Regions from separate parts of the Sus scrofa genome. Here regions 1 and 3 are each linked to region 2. A link is a contact called in public HiChIP or PLAC-seq and promoter capture Hi-C data. All regions are on one chromosome and are shown on one strand. The core of a region is the stretch at or near the end of the contact, and the rest is flanking DNA. Distances in the headings are between cores, read along the strand shown.

Region 1 (2,700 bases), core at 39-2,538, 370 kb after region 2:
GAAGGTCCTGCCCAAACCCCCGGAGGCGAGGCCCTGCAGTAGGGTCGCCCGGACCCGCAGGGGCCTGGGAGGAGGGCGTGGCACCCTCGCCTCCCGTTCCCCGGGAGCAGACAGAAACCCCGGGTATCGTCTCCCTACGGAGCACGGAGGCATCCGAGATACGGTGTCTTTCCTCACCTCTCCGTAGGGCTGACGGGAAACGCCTGCGGGGAGCTGAATCCCAGCGGCGCCCGCTGCCTTCAGAACGCAGGAGCAGCCAAACCCTGCGGCTCCACATGTCCTCAGTCTTCCGGTAGGCGGGAAGGGGTAAAGGCTGTCAGAAGCGCGCTCGGGTTTTCGGGCAAGGTAGTTCTGGTGCCGCGAGGATGCTGGGAAATGTAGTTCCCGGCCTGTAACACACGCATACGCCGACGAAGGTTCCTAGCGCACCCCCGCAAAGCCGGGCCTCTTCACAGGCTGACCCACGATTCATTAGCATGGCTCAGAGCGGCTCCGCTTTTCCCACCGTCCCTCCCCAGCCCGAGAACGCCGTTACCACCCTAAGAAAGCGGAATCTTGTTTGAGGACCTGCCGGCGCCCATATCCTGGCAATGAAGTGTACAACTCCACAGCCAACTCACACCGGAGAGCCTACGGCCATTCCGAGCTTGGCTCGACCGGAGACGGAAGTCTAAGGAGAACGGCACTCTGGGACCTGCAGTCCTCGGCCGCTGAGCAAAGGAGAGGGGGCGGTATCGCAGAGGTCTTCTGGGAAGTGTAGTCCAGCCAACGCGTCATTCCTGCCCTTTCGCCCTCTCGTGGACAGGAAGACGAAATTTCTTTGTTTTAGTTGCTCTCTTCAGGAAAATTGAATTCCTCTGTTTCTAGGGTGGAGCTGATTTTCACCATTTATCACTGTCAGACCTCAGTTACTCCAGACTTTGCCCCACATGGTAAAATGCTGAAAATAACACACAGGAGTTGTGAAGTTCAAATGTACCAGTATATTCTTTGTGAATTCTAAAGTGGTAAACAATCATTAGGTTTTAGTGGCTTAATTATTCTTGCAAGGATGTAAACAGTTACCACTGGATTACTCAGTCTACAAATTGGTTGTCATAGCTTTGTGAGCCTCAGCTGTATGACAAACACCATCCAAAGCAGTAGGCACATTAAAAGAACATTTGATTCCTGCCAGGGCTTTAACAAGAAGAGGAAATATAAATGGCTCTTTAAAAATTGAAGAAAGGAGTTCCATTCCTGGCTCAGCAGGTTAAGAACCTGAGTGGTATACATGAGGATGCGGGTTCCACCCCTGACCTCGCTCAGTGGGTTAAGGATCCTTTGTTGCAGTGAGCTGCTAGCGGTATAGGTTGCAGAGGCAGCCCAGATCTGGTGTTGCTGTGGCTGTGGCATAGGCTGGAAGCTGCAGCACCAATTCGATCCCTAGCTTGGGAATCTTGATATGTCGTGGGTGGGGCCATAAAAGACAGGGAAAAAGACTCCCTCTCTAAAAGCAGCCTGGTTAATCCATACCTCAGAGGCTAATAAGGTAGCAGGAAGTGGGTCCTGATTTATTCACTGTGGAGGACTGCTTTTATTGCATTTTTACCCTTATGAGCCCCCAATCTAAACATATCTTACATTCCTCACCAATCACATGTATGAAACCATTACATATATCCCTATTTTCAATTAATTCAGGACATAACTACTATTCAGGAAGTGGCAGATCAGCAGTGACTATCCAACATCAAGGGGGTGAATTCCAGCTGAACGCAAAGATGCTTGTCAATTGGCAAATTGTCGTTTCCAGCTTCATCTCCAATAGCAGCACAATTTCCTTAGGCATTCTGCAATGCCTGGGCCCTCCTGAGGATCCCAAATACCTTTCCTCTGATGCCAGGAGGTCAGAGGTCCCGGGGTGGACATAGTTGCATGAGATGGCCAGATTTCCTCCAGCTCTGTGAATGTAACTCTGGTGACTCCAACGAGAATGGATACAGCCTGGGCCACTTATATCAGTCATTTCTTTTCTCTCAGAATAGCTAATATGAAGAAATCCCAGTTTTTTTTGGGGGGGGGGCTGCATCCACGTCTTGTGGAAGTTTGTGGGCCAGGCATCAAACTCAAACCACAGCAGTAACAACGCCAGATCCTTCACCCACTGAGCCGCTCCCCGCCCCCTTTTTAAGATTGTTGAATGAGGCATTGAGAGAGACAGACAGGTGGGACTCCGTTTCCTTCCAGAGCGTCCTTGGGAGTTCCTGACACTAGAGGGCGTACCTGGACCTAACAGAAGATGTTGCCCTTTTTCCTGCAATGAATTTTCCAAGTTTGTGTAACCTTCAGTGAGAGGAGCCCATTCTCACCAAAGCTTCGTGTTATTTTATGTTAATATCACATTCTTCATGGCTTGAAAATGATCGCCACCCCCTGTCCTCCACAAATCTGGGGAGAAATTTTTTTCCTGATGGAACTAGGGGGCTGACAATGAAAACCCATCATAAGTTTGCTAATTACACTGAATCAAAGGAAAGAATGATGAAAAGAAAGGGGGGGTGGGAGAACTGTGAAACTTTTTATATCTTGCAATGTTACATCATCTTTGGTAGTGTCTCTCATTGATTTTTTTCCCTTTATTCCTTCAACTAATCCTGATTGAGCAGTGCTTACTTAATAATGCCAGGCACAGTGTTAAGACATGAGAATCCAGACAGA
Region 2 (2,700 bases), core at 156-2,655:
TCCCAAGGCTCCTCCTAGCAGACCGGTGAATCCCTTTCCTAACTGTATCGCACCCACTCCACTCCCCCAAGTCCACCTTCTAGCCCAGTCACCCTACACTCTGGCCTTTATCATCACTGCTAAACCCTGCCCTGTCCGCCTCACTTCCACTGTCACACCCCTGTCCTCCACAAATCGCCATCTGCCTCTACAAGGTTTAAGACACTAGTCACTTCAACTACTGGCCTTCAACACACCCTGAGAGGAGTTGAGGGTGAAGATCAGGAATGGGGCACTCTGTGCTCTGGGAAAAACGGGAGGAACAGGCATTGATAGTGAGCTATTTTCAGGAGGTTTTATGCGCCCCAATTTTTGCATCTTCTCATATCTAGCGCTAAAATCATTAACGGAGACATCTGCTCCTCCTGACTAGCAGCAAGCCTCTGATGAAATGTGTGTTTGATTGCACATACCCTCTTCGTTAAACCTATGTATAATACTGACCTTTCCCCCACGTCTTTGAAGCAGTTCCTCAGAGCTGAGAAGCTGTTACCGGCACTAGAATCCTCGTTTTACCCCAAATAAAAGTTAACAGTTAAGTCACAATTTTCACGTTGTGGGGTTTTTTTCCCCAGTCAACAGTACCGTGGTAATTTATTGATTCACTACAGAATCACTATAGCACTAGGCTTAGTGGCACACACATCATCTCTCAACCATCCCACCATCTCGTGCGTGGTGTATGATGGTTACTCCCATCTATAGCCGAGGAAACAGGCTCAGAAAGGTGCTGGGGGTTGCATTGGGTCACTCAGAGGGAAGTGTGGAGCAGGGCTTCAAAGACTGCTAAGTCTGGTTCCTTTGCACGCTCTCTCGATGAAGCCACCCTAACCACCTCCTATTGCACTGTCGCTGGGGCACCTCAGACCTCGGTGTAGCCCACACCGTCGGTCCTTCAACCGAGGCTGCCCTGTAATTCCACTAGGTTCGGGTCCAGGTTACGCCCCCTTTCTTCTCCCAGCAGCCCGCAGCCCGCTTCAGGCCCCGCCTTCGCCCACGCCACCCCATCCACAGCAGGCAGAGCCCCTTCCGTGCTCGCGGCTCCCGCACCATCCAGCGGCTCCCCCACCATCCAGCTTCGCTCCTCCTTCCAGTCAGTCCGCAGAACCCCGGTCCGAGGGGCGCTCCCGCCCCCTCCCACTCCTTTCCGGGGTCCTTACGCCCAACTGGCTCAACACCGCCCCGAAACCAACTTTACAGACTGCACTACTAGTTTTTTCTCCACTAGTCGAGAAAAAACACTTGCCAACACCGTCTCAACCCCCGGTTTGACGAAAATGGCTGTTCCCAAATGCTCACTGGTTGCTGTGCTAAGTCACCACCCTCGGCGGCACCTTCTTCTGATTGGCTCTGAGAAAGGACGGCCAGAGCGTCACTTCCGGCGGAAGGGGGCGCGGGAGATTCGATTGGAGGGCGCTTGGTTTGCTGCTGAGTCCTGAGGGCCTTGTCACTAACTGAGCTTCGCCGGGGCAGGTTCCCGGCGCTCTGCCCAGGTGAGTTGCTGCGGGAGGAGGTCCTGGTGGGGGCAAGCGCCGGAGACTCCTTAACGAAACCCTTAACGTCGTTATAAGTGAGACTCAGGGCATTCTATGTTGTTTTTTTTCAGGAGCCTTCTTTAAAAGGGCGGCAATGAGGGTAGAAGAGTAAGAAGGTCATTTTTAATTTTAGACAATGCTGTTGCAGTCGCTCAGTGAGCGTTAATCGAACATTTAGTATGCCATCGAGCTGGACGCCTGTGAGCGTCTGGAACCGGAAATACGGAGAGGAAAAGGCATCACTCTAGCTTTTGAGATGCTCAGAGATACATATGCAACCGGCTGCTATGCCGAGTAATACCTGTTGAAAAGGGGTCCTTTCCAGAAGTGCTTTGGTGACCCAGAGGGGAAAGTGCTTAACTGAGTAGTGTGTTTAGACCAGAAACTCGAAAGCTATCTAGATGCCCTTCTTCTCTCTCACAACCAGCCAGTCATACCAACCTCTTGAATATCTCAAATCCATACGCTTTTCGCCACTTTTACTGTACTTACCTTGGTTCAGCACAACTGCCGCGTAACTGTGACAGTAGCCTCGTAGCTGGTTCTCCTTCCAAACCAGTCTGCCCATTTCCAGGCTGATAAATGCAAATCTAATCAGGGTCTCCCCATTAACCTTTCCTTTGATTTCTTTTATTTGCCCTCAGGTTTAAGTCTAAATTCCTTACCGTGGTCAATAGGGCCCTTTTTGTCTTTTTGAGTTCCTCAAATGCGTCATCCTCCCTTACCTCCAGACCTCTTCTAAATCCCATCCCCAACCCAGCTAATTCTACTCATTCCTTAGGTCGCATTTTATAAAGCCTTCTAAGTCAGGAAGTCTTCCCTGAGCCTGAAAGATTGGGTCACAATGCACCAAGTACTTAGTTACTCGTGCTACAGGTCGTTTTTAAGTGCCTCCCTCCTCTGTGCCCAGAACTGCTAGGTACTAGGATTACACTGGTGAGCAAGATATGAGATTCCTATTCTAATGGAACTTAAACCTTTTATGGGTGGACTTAAGAATAAAGTGGAATCTATTTGAGTTAGGTTGGTCTGGGAAGGCCTTTCTGAGGAGTTGGCACTTAAATTGAGGCCAAAAAGTTGAGAATGATCCAGCCATGCCACAGAGGAAAGGAAGAATCTTCCAGAG
Region 3 (2,700 bases), core at 179-2,678, 260 kb after region 2:
GATGAATACAAACATAGTTCCTACCTTCCAGAAGGACAGAAGGGGATGTAGGTGTGAGGATCAGCTTGTTAAATAGGTAACTACAATGCAAAGTGGTAAGTGGTCTAACAAAGGCTGTGGGAATTCAGAGACTTGGAGGAGTATGTACAACAAAACTCCAAGAACTAGGATGGGGAAGTTCCCTTGTAGTGCAGCCGGTTAAGGATCTACTGTTGCCCCAACTGTGATGTGGGTTTGATCCCTGGCTGGGGAACTTCCACATGCCATTGGTATGCCCCTCCCACAAAAGGTCTAGTTGGAAACCTAATTTAGGGACTTACTACTTAGTAGCTGTGTATGATCAGGCAATTAACTTTGGTGCATCTATCTGTAGAAATGAACAGTAATACTATCCAGGTAGTTTATGTTAAAGATTAGACAAGAAAACACAAAGCATTTGCCAGACTCAGGAACGCAACAAATGGAAACTATTGTTATAAAAGGCTAAAGAACGGTATTTGCCGTACTTCAAGAAAGGAAAGGCAGGGGTCAAGGGAATTTCCCAAATGTGTTCACAAAACAAAATTTGTCGGAAGGCAGTAAGGATGGGAAAAAACAGGGTGAGAGAAGAATCAAGGTGGGTGATGCTCTTGGAGGGCAGAGAATTCTAATTTCTCTAATTTCAATTGCTAGCGCAAAACCTGACCCATATACTTGCTATAAACATCAATGGAAGAACATACCTTAAGCAACAGGGTTGAAGAAAACAATCTGGGCCAAACTGCTGAAAGTAAACATTTTATAGTGAAAGGAACCTTGGAATCACGACACCTGGTGCGGTCTTTCGACCAATGACCGGTGTTTTATACTGGCTTTACAACTTACCTGCTGTTCAGCCTTAGCAATAATTACTGATACCTTGAATCTCCTCACCTGTAAAATGGAGATTACACCTACCTTACAAAATTAGTGTGAGAATTGGTACCAAGCGATTATCAACGAGCCTGGCAGTAGTAAAACCCAATAATGTTAGCGCTGCAGCTGCTAACTTCTCCTTTAGAGCTGTTTTCCATACTTATGAAATGAAAGGGTAAAGACACATTTTCTCCAATGCTCCAACCAGCACTAGATTTGCGAAGGACGAAAGGCCCCGCCCGGCCAGCGGCACACACACTCAGGTCACCTACGCCGACTGCAGTCCTGAAGCCTCCACCTGCGTCGCCGAGCCATGGCGGGCCCAGCGGATGCCTGGCCATTACACAGATAGGGTCTAGACAGAAGGGGGGTGAAACTGAGTGGAATTTCACCAAACACGAATCCACACCACCATCTCTAGAGGCGAAGCCCCGGAATAAAAAGGGGAGGGAGCTAAAGCGGAGAAAGCGCGAGAGAGCGGGGAGGCCGGAAGTGACGCACGGCCACGAGGAACCGGAAATGACCGCAGCACGCCGGAAATTCATTCGTTTCCAAGGCATCGGCTTCAACACAGCTCCAGCCGGGTAGCTGGAGTCGGGACGCTGGAAAGCGACTGGGAGAAGAGGGTACCCGCCGACGGCGGTCGCCGCCACAGCGAGTCGCGGGGAGTAGCAGCCGAAGACGGCGGCCGCCGCACCAGCCATCGCGTGTGGAGGATAAAAGGCCACCACGGCGACCAGTCCAGGGAAAGGGTTAGTCGTAGAGAAGACAGTGACCACCGCTGCAGGGTCTCGACGGGAAGAGTAAGTGAAGATGTCGGCTTCTCCCGCAATGATTCGAGAAGAGTCAGTGAAGACCTGGGTCACCGCCGCAGTGTCTCTCAGGAGAGAGTCAGGAGAGGTGGTAGCCACCGTCCCAGCAACTCTTGGGAGAGAGTAAGGGGAGACCGCAGCAGCGACGTGAGTTTAAGTGAAGTCGGAAGCCACCCCACTAGTGACTCTGGGGGAACCGTCAGAGAAGACCGCGAACTCTGCCTCAGTGGGACTTGGGAGGTGATCAGGGAGGTCCGGGGCCCCCGAACCAGCGACTCCGGGGAGAGAGGCAGTGACGACCGGAGCCATTGCCTCAGCGGCTCCTGGGACGGCGGGAGTGTGGATGGCGGTCGCAGCCTCAGCAGTTCCTGGGAAGGGGTAAGTGAAGACCGCGGCTACGTGGCCAGCGAATCCTCTGCGCTAAGCGTCCGCGAAGACGCCAACCACCGCCGCTTCTGGGACAGAGAAAGTGAAGACGAAGGTTCCCGCTGCCTGGGCACCTGGGAGGGATCGACGCAGGACGGCGGCCCCGGGCCTACAGACGAAGAGGAAGACAGCCGCTGCTGCAGTGGTTCGTGGGTCACAGCAAGCGAAGACCGCCGCAGCAGTAGAGGCCTGGACTCAACTCCTCCCCGGAGTCCAGGGGATCACACCATGCCTGGGGTGTCCGATTCAGGCCCCTCCACCTCCTCCACGGAAACTGCGACCCCATGTGAGTCAGACAACTTCGCTGGTCCTTGTCTGCCACACACCTTTTCTCACTTCAGCCCCACGGGAGCCTTCGCTCCTTCTGGCCATTCCCTTTCTCACCTGCCACCCCTCATGACCCCTAATTGACCTATTTTTAGTGTCCTAAAGCTGTTCACCTGGCCCGCATTCTAACTCACTTCAGCTGTCCTTACTTTCCATCTGCCCCGCATTCTTGAGACTTCTTTCCCAGCTGACATCAACTCTTGTTAAAATTAATGGACCCTTTTAAGTTCCTGGCATCTCT

What was found. Promoter capture Hi-C pulls out the DNA fragments that hold promoters and counts their contacts. HiChIP or PLAC-seq counts read pairs in DNA pulled down with a chosen protein or histone mark.
Region 1: a contact with region 2 is called in a promoter capture Hi-C map of liver, with 10 times the contacts expected there. The contact joins the promoter of CCDC90B here to the promoter of DDIAS in region 2. A contact is called at or near these places in 3 of 5 promoter capture datasets (fetal liver, fetal skeletal muscle and liver), 17 of 47 Hi-C or Micro-C datasets (adipocytes, embryonic fibroblasts, fetal heart ventricle and 10 more) and 2 of 2 datasets of contacts at active chromatin or transcription factors (alveolar macrophages and skeletal muscle).
Region 3: a contact with region 2 is called in an H3K27ac HiChIP or PLAC-seq map of alveolar macrophages. The contact joins the promoter of ANKRD42 here to the promoter of DDIAS in region 2. A contact is called at or near these places in 3 of 47 Hi-C or Micro-C datasets (alveolar macrophages, mesenteric adipose tissue and retroperitoneal adipose tissue) and 2 of 2 datasets of contacts at active chromatin or transcription factors (alveolar macrophages and skeletal muscle).

What each region holds. Positions count from the first base shown.
Region 1 is chr9:17,446,321-17,449,020 of Sscrofa11.1, forward strand. CCDC90B (coiled-coil domain-containing protein 90B, mitochondrial) reads right to left here and starts at 1,289. Exons shown (of 9, transcript XM_003129718.4): 1 at 178-1,289. The coding sequence starts at 277.
Region 2 is chr9:17,076,479-17,079,178 of Sscrofa11.1, forward strand. DDIAS (DNA damage-induced apoptosis suppressor protein) reads left to right here and starts at 1,406. Exons shown (of 5, transcript XM_003129716.6): 1 at 1,406-1,532. All of the region lies in intron 1 of PRCP (lysosomal Pro-X carboxypeptidase), which reads right to left.
Region 3 is chr9:17,332,622-17,335,321 of Sscrofa11.1, forward strand. ANKRD42 (ankyrin repeat domain-containing protein 42) reads left to right here and starts at 1,429. Exons shown (of 12, transcript XM_021062582.1): 1 at 1,429-2,418. The coding sequence starts at 2,361.